2 separate regions of the Pan troglodytes genome follow, and region 1 is linked to region 2. The links are chromatin contacts, called in public Hi-C maps. All regions are on one chromosome and are shown on one strand. Each heading gives the region's core, a stretch centred on a gene start, on an enhancer-like site or on the middle of the called end of the contact. The rest is flanking DNA. Distances are from core to core; before and after follow the strand shown.

What was found. Hi-C and Micro-C count contacts between places; a contact is called where the count stands out from the background.
Region 1: a contact with region 2 is called in a Hi-C map of stem cell-derived neural progenitor cells, with 4 times the contacts expected there. The contact joins two enhancer-like sites. A contact is called at or near these places in 7 of 7 Hi-C or Micro-C datasets (blood, induced pluripotent stem cells, a lymphoblastoid cell line and 2 more) and 1 of 1 other capture datasets (stem cell-derived neural stem cells).

What each region holds. Positions count from the first base shown.
Region 1 is chr1:137,535,941-137,541,828 of NHGRI_mPanTro3-v2.0_pri, reverse strand. All of the region lies in intron 5 of BCAR3 (BCAR3 adaptor protein, NSP family member), which reads right to left. Among named protein-coding and RNA genes, the nearest start is that of TRNAC-GCA, 120 kb to the left of the region's middle. Within about 2 kb of position 3,233, at least 8 of the 24 cell types and tissues checked have an H3K27ac peak or open chromatin away from gene starts, as enhancers often do. A contact at or near this core is called in stem cell-derived neural progenitor cells and stem cell-derived neural stem cells, where this site is marked.
Region 2 is chr1:137,363,165-137,369,147 of NHGRI_mPanTro3-v2.0_pri, reverse strand. The region is part of intron 2 of BCAR3 (BCAR3 adaptor protein, NSP family member); the gene reads right to left. Among named protein-coding and RNA genes, the nearest start is that of MIR760, 31 kb to the right of the region's middle. Within about 2 kb of position 1,512, at least 6 of the 24 cell types and tissues checked have an H3K27ac peak or open chromatin away from gene starts, as enhancers often do. A contact at or near this core is called in stem cell-derived neural progenitor cells and stem cell-derived neural stem cells, where this site is marked.

The DNA.
Region 1 (5,888 bases), core at 1,984-4,483, 170 kb before region 2:
TACTGGCTTCTGGCACAATGCTAGGTACTGGTGTGGTCCCAGGAACTGCCCCTAGCTTCTCTCCCTCACCTGCACCATTTACATCCTGTTAGAATCTCTCAGCTTCCCTAATAACTGGGTCTTAATTCTATCTCTAAAAGCCCTTCAGCATGTGGCCTAACTTTCCATTCCCACTGCGACTATCTCAGGTTAGGCTCCTGGTAACACTTTCTTCCCACCTGGTCTGACCTGACTGAACAATTACAAACACATGGTATATACTAAAAAATATCTGTTGAATGAGCCACTGCAGTCAAAAATCTTCAAGCTCAGCACTTTTTCCATCTCATCAAGGGTCTGGCCTCCCTGGTGTGGCCCATCTCAAAATGGAAAATTTCTCCTACTGAGGTGGCAGCACTTAAGGACTGAAATACAAGGCTTTAACTTGCCTTTTTTTTGTCTGTTTTGGTACACTCTGGCTCTGTCGCCCAGTCTGGAGTGCAGTGGCGCAATCTTTGCTCACTGCAACCTCCACCTCTCAGGTTCAAGCAATTCTCCTGCCTCCGCCTCCCGAGTAGCTGGGATTACAGGCGCATGCCACCATGCCCGGCTAATTTTTGTATTTTTTTAGTAGTCAGGGGCTTCACCATGTTGGCCAAGCTGGTCTCGAACTCCTGACCTTGTGATCCGCCTGCCTCGGCCTCCCAAAGGGCTGGGATTACAGGCGTGAGCCACCACACCCAGCCTAGCTTGCTTTTTAAGGTCAGGCTTATTGGGTATAATTTGCATTCGGCAAAAGTCACCCTTTTCAGTACAATTCCATGAGCACTGACAGCCAACCCCAGTTGGGTAACTACCACTACAATCACGATATTTCTATTTCTATCATCCCTGGAAGCTCCTTGGTGTACTTCATCTCTTCTCCAACCTCTTTTCAACCATTTATTTGTTTTCTGTCACTATAAGTTTTGCCTTTTCCAGAATATCATACAAATGTAATTTTAGAGTACGTAGCCTTTGAGACTGTCTACTTTCACTCAACGTAATGTATTCAAGATTCACGCATGATATGGTTTGGCTGTGTCCCCACCCAAATCTCATCTTGAATTCCCATGTGTTGTGGGAGGGACCTGGTGGGAGGTAATTGAATCATGGGGGCAGGTCTTTCCCATGCTGTTCTCGTGATAGTGAATAAGTCTCATGAGATCTGATGTTTAAAATGGGGAGTTTTGGCTGGGTGCAGTGGCTCATGCCTATAATCCCAGCACTTTGGGAGGTTGAGGTGGGTGGATCATTTGAGGTCAGGAGTGCGAGACCAGGCTGGCCAACGTGGCAAAACCCCACCTCTACTAAAAATACAAAAAAAATTAGCTGGGCATGGTGGCCCAGGCCTATAATCCCAGCTACTTGGGAAGCTGAGGGAGGAGAATTGCTTGAACCGAGGAAGTGGAGGTTGCAATGAGCCAAGATCATGCCACTGCACTCCAGCCAGGGCAACACAGTGAGACTCTGTCTCAAAACAACAACAACAACAACAACAACAAAAAAAACGGAGTTTCCCTGCACAAGCTCTCTTCTCTTGTCTGCTGCCATGTGAGATGTGCCTTTCACCTTCCACCATGATTGTGAGGCCTCCCCAGCCATATGGAACTGTAAGTTCAACAAACCTTTTTCTTTTGTAAATTGCCCAGTCTCGGGTATGTCTTTATCAGCAGCACGAAAACAGACTAACACAATGTGTGTTTCTGCGTATATCAACAGTCCACTCCTAGGCTGGAAGCAGTGGCTCACACATGTAATCCCAGCACTTTGGGAGGCCAAGGCAGGAGGAAGGCCAGAGTTCGAGACCAGCCCAAGCACACAGGGAGACCCCATCTCTACAAAAAATAAACAAGTTAGCTGGGTGTGGTAGTGAGTGCCTGGAGTCCTAGCTACTCAGTGAGGTGGGAGGATCACCCAAGACCAGAAGTTTGAGGTTACAGTGAGCTATGATTGCACCACTGAACTCCAGCCTGGGCAACAGAATGAGACCCTGTTTCTTAAAAAAATAAGTAAATAAAAGTCCATTCCTCTTTAAGGTTAAACAATATGCCATTATATGGGTGTACTACTTTTTTCCAGTTGAAGGACTTTGGGGTTGTCTCCAGTTTTTGTTTTTGTCAATTACGAATAATGTCACTACAAACATGCATATAGACTTTTATACGGACATGTGTTTTCATAAGGTTTTACTTTTTATAAATGGCCACATTTTCATAGACCTGAAGGATAAGACTCCATTGAATGAGGGAGACTGTCATCCATACCTAGGATGTGGGAACATCCTACCTCAGCATTTTAAATAACTGTAGTAACACCGAACCTCCCAAGAATATTTGCAGAGAATGTTTTTGGGGTGGAGTGGAAGAAGTTGGGTGGGAGCTCCCTTTCGTCCCTCTGCATGTGGGCCCCAGAGCGGGCCAGGGCTGTTTTACATTCACTGCTGGCGGTGTTTGATCTCTGGTCCCACAGGGGATGGCGCTGGCTCTGCCAATGTGCACACTCAGGCAAAAACCTGCAGAGCCAGCCAATCGGCCCATTATTTGGTTCATATAACTTGTTAAAATCTCATGGAATGTACAGCGTGCCATTGTTTTTGTAAGTCCCTTTCATGGCTTTGTGAGCTGGCTAATTCAGAGCAGACTGGCCTGCTTTCCTGCTGGAAGAAAAGGCTTCTCTCAAAGACAGCTATTTAATTGTGACCATGGCTGCAGCCATCTTGAGCACAAAAAGGGAGCTGAAGTCACGTCACCCCTTCTCCACTGAGGTCTCCGGCAGCCAGGGCACTTATTCTTGGCATTGGAATTTGCATAATTACTCCTTTTTAAATATGCTGGGTGACCTAATATATCCCCAGCCGGCTGCAGGAAATGGCCTTGCTGAGATCTGAGCCTTGGATGGCCTGTAACGTCTTTAGACCTAGAAGACCCTTGGGGAAGGAGAATTTTCAGAGCATTGACCCCACAAAGGACAGCTTCCTGAGTTTCTCTGGGGTCATCTGCACTGTGAAGGGAGAAGCTGCAGGGCTCTGTCCCCACTCAGGATAACAGCTGCAGCCTTGTCCTTTCTTCTCCTAACCTGCGCAACAAGCTCAGAGACTGTAGGTCATTCTATTACAGCTCACAGTGGGTCTAACAAGAACCCACCAAGGCTGACTACAAAAGAAAGAGGACATGCGTTCACTAGGAATCTAGCCAGGAACAAAAGGTTGCATTCCGTCCTGACGCTTCCTCACTGCGGTAGCCTGGAGAGCAGGCCTTTGTCCACAGGCGGGCAAGCGTGCTGTTTACAGCCTGGCCACAAAAAAACACTTGCCTATTCACGGCTAATTTGAAAAAAAAAAACAAAAAAAACAGGCATTCCAATATTTTTTTCTACTTCACCATATTTTCTAATGTAACTTTTTTGAGGACAATTTATTTTAAAATGGAAAATGTATAATAAACACTTCTTCTAAAAGAAAAATCACCCAGCCCTGCCCTAGCCAATCACTTCCTCCCTTAAAAAACTACAGCTTAAACCACCCCTAGAAAAGAACTCTTTACTAAAATAACTGTAGGGCTGGTGTGTGAAGAGGCCAAAAAGAATTAGTCTTGGCCCAGCATGGTGGCTCATATCTGTGATCCCAGCACTTCGGGAGGCTGAGGCAGGAGTATCACTTGAGGCCAAGAGTTCGAGACAAGCCTGGGCAACATAGTGAGACCCTGTTTCTACAAAAAATAAAAAAAAATTAGGCATGGTGGTGGTCATCTGTGGTCCCAGTTACTTGAGGGGGCTGAGGTGGGAGGATTGCTTGAGCCGAGGAGTTCAAAGTTTCAGTGAGCTATGATCCTGCTACTGCACTCCAGCCTGGGCAACAGAGTAAGCCCCTGTCTCAAAAAACAAAACAAACAAAGCAGCACTAGTCTTGAGGCTAAAAGGAATATAGGTATAAAGGGGAAGGAGAAAATGTAAAATTTTTCTTTTTTTTGAGACGAGTCTTGCTCTGTTGCCCAGGCTGGAGTGCAATGGCCCAATCTCGGCTCACTGCAACCTCCGCCCCCCAGGTTCAAGCGATTCTCCTGCTCCAGCCTCCTGAGGTGCCTGCCACCATGCCCAGCTAATTTTTGTATTTTTAGTAGAGTCGAGGCTTCACCATGTTGGTCAGGCTGGTCTCGAACTCCTGACCTCAGGTGATCCACCCACCTCGGGCTCCCAAAGTGCTGGGATTACAGGCATGAGCCATCGCACCCAGAGGAGATAATATACATTTATATTTAGTGCTGGTTGTGGGGGCAACTTCTGAAGCTTAAAGATGCAGTTCCAGGGGAAAATAAAAGGAAGAGAGTGATAAAGAGTGGAAGTGAGCCTAGGCTTCATAGGTTGAAAGGGGGTTACAGAAGTGAACCATAATGGATCACAGAGCAATGCAGGAGTGCTGGGGTAACTTCCACTCTTCTGGGAACATGGTGGTGGCAGTTATGATCCATCATGACCTTGGTCTTCATATCCAAGATACAACATGAAATGGTATCCTGTTCCAATCAATACGGCGATCTTAGGATCAACAGGGATATCGCACAATTAAGAACTCCTTACCACTGGCTACAAGATTTTCCTCTCCAGCCTATTCTAGGCATGGAGAATCCTATAAACTTAAGCTAGAAGGAACAATAGCCTACTCCAAGGTTTCTATCGTGGGGACAATGGAACCCACAGAGAGCAGGTGGCAAATCCAGGGTCACATTGCTAATTAGAACAAAAGTGTGGGCTGGGGCGCGGTGGCTCACGCCTGTAATCCCAGCACTTTGGGAGGCCGAGGTGAGTGGATCACAAGGTCAGGAGATCGAGACCATCCTGGCTAATACGGTGAAACCCCATCTCTACTAAAAGTACAAAAAATTAGCCAGCTGTGGTGGCGGACGCCTGTAGTTCCAGCTACTCGGGAGGCTGAGGCAGGATAATCGCTTGAACCTGAGAGGCGGAGGTTGCAGTGAGCCAAGATTGCGCCACTGTACTCCAGCCTGGGCAACAGAGCAAGACTCCGTCTCAAAACAAAAAGAACCAGAGTGTGGACCCAGCTCCCTCCCTGGGGTGGGGGGTCTCAGGGGATGTGAATCTCTGTTGGACAGCTATCTGGGAAGGGGAACACATGGAGCTGTTATCATTTATTAACATTTTAGCACTGCTATTTTATCAAATTTTCTAAGCAACTACTTGATAGTGATCTAAGAAACTGGACACAGTGTAATTGTGTTTTAACGAAGTAAAAATCTGGGCAAGTGCAATGGGGCAGTGAGTAGGTTGAGCAGTATAGAGATAAAATTCTACTTCATAATTTTGCCTAGGGTTACTGGCTCTAAAAGATATTTCCTCCTATTAAAAAAAAATGTTTGGTTTTATCTAGGGTAAGGTATGCTAGGTACGCAGAGGAAAATTCCAGAGCTGTACGCCAGGAACCGAAGTCACTAGCTACATGGTAAACAGCAGGAGGAAGGTGGAGCCACTCTGGAGGGTTCAGCTTTCCAACCTGGAAGAAATCTTTCCTTTCAATGCAGGGAAACAGAATCAATTACGTTTGACCACAGAAAAGGACCTCATGATTAGACAAAAGTTAAAACCAAACTATCAAGATGATCATGTTCTGAGCTACTGTGGGGGGAAAAAAATGTGAGGAGAGAAGGTTAGGAAAAATGTGAAAAAAAACAAAATTCTCTCCTGTAAGTGCCAGAATTAAAGAGACGGAAACAGTGAGGAATGAGATTCCCCAAATCCCTGGACTACTTTGGATCTGCAATTTATTTTCCTCTCACATCCAAATATCAAATTGAGCCTTTGGGGTCTTGGTGCTGTCAGGAGTCCCAGCAGGAGGCCAGCCTGCTGGACAAGGT
Region 2 (5,983 bases), core at 263-2,762:
CCAGGGCAAAGGTCAGGGCTCCACAGTGGGCTAAAGCCACACTTTACTAAAAAGAGGCCTCACCTCACTGCCCCCACCCCCTCAATGAGAAAGCTTTCACTGACTCAAATCGGGTGTGGCTACCACAAGTCCAAAGCTCTGAAAAACTAGGACAGTTTCTCTCTCTCTCTCATTCACTTTTAATATGGATATAATTTAAAAGTTACAGAAAAATTGTAAGTACAGTATAAGGGACTTCCATGTGCCCTTTGCCCAGATTCACCTATTGCTTTCATTTTGCTCCATTTCTTTTGTGGCCTTATTACTATCTCGGTGTTCTTCCTTGACTATTTTAAAGCTAGTTGGAAACATTGTACCCCTTTACCCCTTAATATTTCGAGATCAAAGACATTCTGTTATGTAAACATATTATGATTGCAACTTTAGGAAACTTAACATTGATACAATACTACTATCTAAACCACAGTTCAAATTCAGATTACGTCAATTGTCCCAATAATGTCCTTTACATTTTGTATTGCTTTTTTCTCAGCCCAGGATCCAATGAAAGATCAATCATTTATTGCATTTAATTGCATTTAGCTGTATGGCCCTCCTTTAACCTGGAACAGTTCTGCCTTTCTTTGACTTTTTGGACCTTAGCAATTTTGAAGGGTACTAGCCAGTTGCTTAGCAGACTGCCCCTGATTTTGAGTTTATCTGGTATTTCAGGATTAGGTTTAGGTAAATTTTTTATGACAGGAAAATCACAGAATTGATGTTGGATCCTTTTCAGTGTATCTTGTCAGGGAGCAGGGAGCACATGGTGACATATGCCCCAATACTGGTATGTTAGCTTTGATCTCTGCAAAGGCAGTAAATGGCCTCTTGGTGGAGGCTGTCCTCTGCTGGTTATTCTCAACATTGCATCACTTCTTGGCCTTTTGGCTAAGATCAAGTGTATTCTCAACATCGCAGCTGCTATGCCTCTGCTGATGTGACTGACAAAGGACCAGATGCCCTGAGTACGAACTCTGACACTCCACTGGTTGTGTGACCTTAGGCAAGTTATTCAGCCTTATTGAACCTCAATTTCCACATCTCACAGGATGGTTGAGGGCAAAGGGGTCCCACAGAGATGGTCATGCAGTGTATTCCTAAGCTAAAGTCTACACTGGCTGCTATGACTTCTAGGCGGGCAGGGCCTGGTGGTCCCTGGAGTGGTAAAGCTGCTCTTCAGGACTCACGTCCACTACCTGCAAAACCTCCAATGGGCTTGGGCTCTGCCTTTGTCGCTGTTGTGAAGGAACTCTGGGCAGCCCTCATGGAGAAGGAGGCCTGGCCTTTAGTGTTTCTGCCCTGTGGGCCCATCTGGGGGTCACCACTGGTGTGTGTACCAGCTGTTACACCGGCATCCACTGGTGTTACAGCCACACAGCTGCTCCCAGGCTGATGATGCCCCTGTGAGACTGAACACAGCTCCTGTGTGGCAGCCAGGAGAGGAGGTGCATACATCCCTTGACTCCCACAAACCAGGCATCAAACAGGTTTAATCCACGGGGCTTTCACCTGAACTAATCCCTTTAAGACAGGGATTCTGTCTTAAAAGACGGAGTGCAAACTCCGCTCCTACCTAGACTTTAGGTTTCTGTCCACATTTTCTGTACAACCTCAGAAGCTTAGGTGCACCCCCACACATTCCTTCCTCCTTGCCTGCCTGCCTTCTTTCCTACTTTTAATAACTATTTATGGAGCACCAGGCACTGCGTTAGGGCTATATGGAGAGCACAATATACAACTTGCCCCCACAGAGCTACAGTTTATTGGGTAAAGGAAACAAGCTGAGCAACAATTATATCACACCTGAGATCCCTGGGCTGTCTGAGCAGGCATTCAGGTCCCACTGGGCCTCTTGGCTGCACTTATCACCTCCCAGGTGGCCCAGAGCTGCCACCTCCTCATTATCGCTTTATATTTATTCAGTGCTCTCCCAGGATGCCAGCGAGATGCATTTTGTAGGCCCCAGGGAGAAGCTCAGAGATGGGGAACTATGAGAAATAAGCAGATCAAGAAGGAGAGAAAGAAGAGAAACATTTCTCAGCATAAACATGATTAGTTGTTTCTTTTCTTACTCGAATTTACTCTTCAGAACAGAGGCATTTGCAGTAGTGAACTTGAGCTTTCTCTGTGGGGTCTCCATATTTTTGGGATCTTGAGATTCCTGGGGATTGATGACTCAGTAAATGCTGAATATAAAGTGAACCTCACTTGGTAAAGCTGGCGCTGCAGATTAGGTTGTAAGAGGTGGGGCTTCGCAAAGCGGGGAAGCAGCCCTCCCCAGAAGAATGGGGAGGGAAGTCACTTTTCATCCATGTGTGAGATACCATTGCCTGATTCATTCTGCTGCACAGGCTTCTTCTGAAGGGAAAATGAAATAAAACATGGGAAAGGGCCATGTACATTTGTATAGAGATGCGCTATACACCAACAGACACACGGAGAACATGTTTGAGCCAAAAAATATAAATGAGGAGTTCTAATGTAATTTTACAGTGGTTTATTAGGTAGCAACCACACTTATCTCACTGATTATGAGGTTAGAAGAATGCTGCCGTGGTCAGGGCCTGTGCTAGGTTTACAGGATCTGATTCACACCTTCCCTGATCCCTCAGCCATGTGTATAGTACACTCTACATACAAAGGATGCTGGGGAAGAATGTGAATGGAACATTCACAAACATATTATTACTACTGAAAGAACAAGAGGTACATATTCAGGCTATCCAGATATGCAAAAGGCCAACTGCTAGTTGGAAAACTATACTAGAAAATTCCAAGAGAGTGAGGACTACGTTGTCTTAATCACCACTGTATACCCAGAATCTAGTGCTATACCTGGCACACAGTAGGCACATAAAATAAATTAGCTGCACAGAAAGCCCACTATGACTAGTTTATTCTATCACTGTAGGATAATTTTTGCTCAGGAATTGACAGGAGAATAGAGTTTTATGTTTTCTCATGATCATATCCCCCAAGCAATATTTTGAAATTATGCTGCAATTTATAGCTTTGCTTTCATTGGTGAATAATTCACAAAATCCTTTAGAAATTAAAACTCTGGGCTGGGCGCAGTGGCTCACGCTTGAATCCCAGCACTTTGGGAGGCTGAGGCAGGCAGATCACGAGGTCAGGAGTTCGAGACTAGCCTGGCCAACACAGTGAAACCCCATTTCTACTAAAAATACAAAAATTAGCTGTGTGTGGTGGTGGGCGCCTGTAATCCCAGTTACTCAAGAGGCTGAGGCAGGAGAATCGCTTGAACCCAGGAGGCGGAGGTTGCAGTGAGCCAAGGTTGCACCACTGCATTCTAGCCTTGGCGACAGAGCTAGACTCCATCTCAAAAAAAAAAGAAATTAAAACTCTGTTTAAACAAGCAATAGATGGTAATACTGAAGGCATTTAAGCTATTGCCCACGGAATTCTTGATTGACAATGTCAAAACCACCACCATAGCTAGGAACAAGATATTCAGGAATGCAACAAAAAATGAAGATAGAACAAAACAAAACCCCCCAAACTAAAACTATCTTAGCTATACTTACAAAAACAGGTGCTAACTTGTATTTTGCTGAAGTCCTAAAACTGCCTTCAGGGGCAGGCAAGCAATCAGTACATTAAACCACCACCCCCTCAAAAAAAAAAGTCATAATAATAGAACTAGCCTCTGTCCTGAGCTTGGGAGGGCAATAACTTCCTGGATGGTTCCGCAATATCTGCTTCTCAGCCATCTGTTTCCCTGATCCCCCCACATCCTGTTCAACCAACACTGTTCTGGTAACAGGAATCCCTGCTTCTGCTTTATGTTATCTTTTCAGCTTCCTGTCATGTTTCTGCAGGATTTTGATTTAGCCTTATATGTGAGCAGGCACTTTTAAGTATGAGGGAAGGAATGGGCCACTGGGCATCAAAGCAGGGGCTGAAGGGGGTCACCCCCAGTGCGGGGGGCAGCAGGCACCATGGTCTGGCATTGCTCTCTGGTTTTTGGGGCTGAGAGCCCAGCATTCCCAGTGGGTCACTTCCATGGTTTTTGAAAGCTACCATTTATTGAGCACTGTGCTAAGTATTTTACATGTTATATTATCTCACTGTATTAACCTCACAGACATTCCATGAGACAACTTTTTTCTTTTTCTCTCATTTACAGATGAGGGAATGAGTCTCTGAAAGTTGAGTGTCATGACCTTTCATACGGTTCAGAAGTGGCAGAGGTAGAGGTGGAAGTTAGGCTGGCTCTAAAGCCTGTGCCCTTAGCCATTTGGTTCTCTGGCCTTCCCTGTGCTTCTCCATGTCATCTCTGGCAGCATTCCCAATCTTACTCCTTTTCTATTCTCCTTCCCTATAAGTCTCTGAGTTGCTTCCCAGCTCAAGGTGACATCCATGCACAAACTACATATGACATTCTCCATCCTGGCTTTGATTGGCTACAGCTGACTAGCCCTGTTTACCCCCCCAACATCCCTGCCCAGCATCTTTGCAGTATTTTGCCCCACAGCACTTTTTGCCAAGGGGCTCTCCTCCTCCCTGCTTTCCCACCCTCCCAGTTCACCTTCCCCTAGACCTCCTCAGCCCTCTTGGCTCTGCCAGTCCCAAGGAAGCTTTGCTCCCCGCCGCCCCACACCACACGAAGCTTCCCAGCCTACTGAGACTTTAGTGACTGCTCCCTCCTTACCGGTGACGCACTGGTTCCCAGGGCCCCTGGTTTGAGTGTTAACCACGTGCCACTTTATGGTACTCTTAATACTGCTGACTTTGCTATGTTATTTTTCATGTGCTAGTGCTTCCCACAATTAGATTATAAGCTCTTTGAGTGCCAAGTGTCTCCTTTTGTACTTTGTGACAGTTTTCTTAACACCTACATCAGTGCTTTACACGCACAAGGAGTTCAGAAATATCTGTTGGTTTCTGTGTGATTACATTCATGCGAGACTGATATCAGCACTGTTAGCCAGGATCACACTAAAGCACAAGTGCCACACAGCTGACGTTAATCTTCAATGTCTACCGCCTCCTTCTCAGGGCCTTCCTCTTCTGCCTGCAGGCTAAATACCTTGGTCTATGCCTACCACGCAAGTCCCCACCTCAGGACTGGTCTGACTCAATGCTGTGTACCTGGGCTGCCTACTGTCGTGGTTGTGGGTGTCTCCAGAGCGGAAGTGTCTGGGTTTGTATCCCAGTTCTGCCACTTCCTAGCTGTGATCTGAGCAAGCTACTTAACCACTCAGAGCCTGTTTCCTCACCTGTAAAATGGGAAGGAACAGTACTTTCCATCATTAATCAAGTATTTACTGAGGACCAGGCATTTGTTTCATTATATGTCAGGCATTATTCTAGGTGCTGGGTATAAAGCAAATTCTCACCAACAGGGAGCTCACATTCTAGTGGAGAGACACAGACAGGTAATGAAGTAAACATAGTGTGTCAGAGAGTGGTAAGTGCTGTGTAGGAGAGTAAGTGGGTGGGTGACGAATGGTTTTAAAGAGGAGGCTAAGGAGGCACTGGAATACAGCCCCATGGGTCAGTAATGATTAAATGAGCAAATGAGTGTAAGCACCTAAAACACTGCTTGGTACATAGTTAAGTGCTGAAGAATTGTTAGATATTAGGTATCTGCAATGTATATATGATATTTTTGTAAATAGAAAAGTATCAAATGCTTGTTATAATAATGTTGAGATAGAAGCAATGATCCACATGTTGTTATAATTGTATACTCTGTGGGTTGTCCTTTTTTTTTTTTCTGAGATGGAGTCTCACTCTGTTGCCGGGCTAGAGTGCAGTGGTGCAATCTCGGCTCACTGCAATCTCCGCCTCCCCAGTTCAAGCCATTCTCCCGCCTCAGGCTCCCAAGTAGCTGGGATTACAGGCGTGTGCTGCCACACCCAGTTATTTTTGTATTTTTAGTAGAGACGGGGTTTCACCACGTTGGCCAGGATGGTCTCGA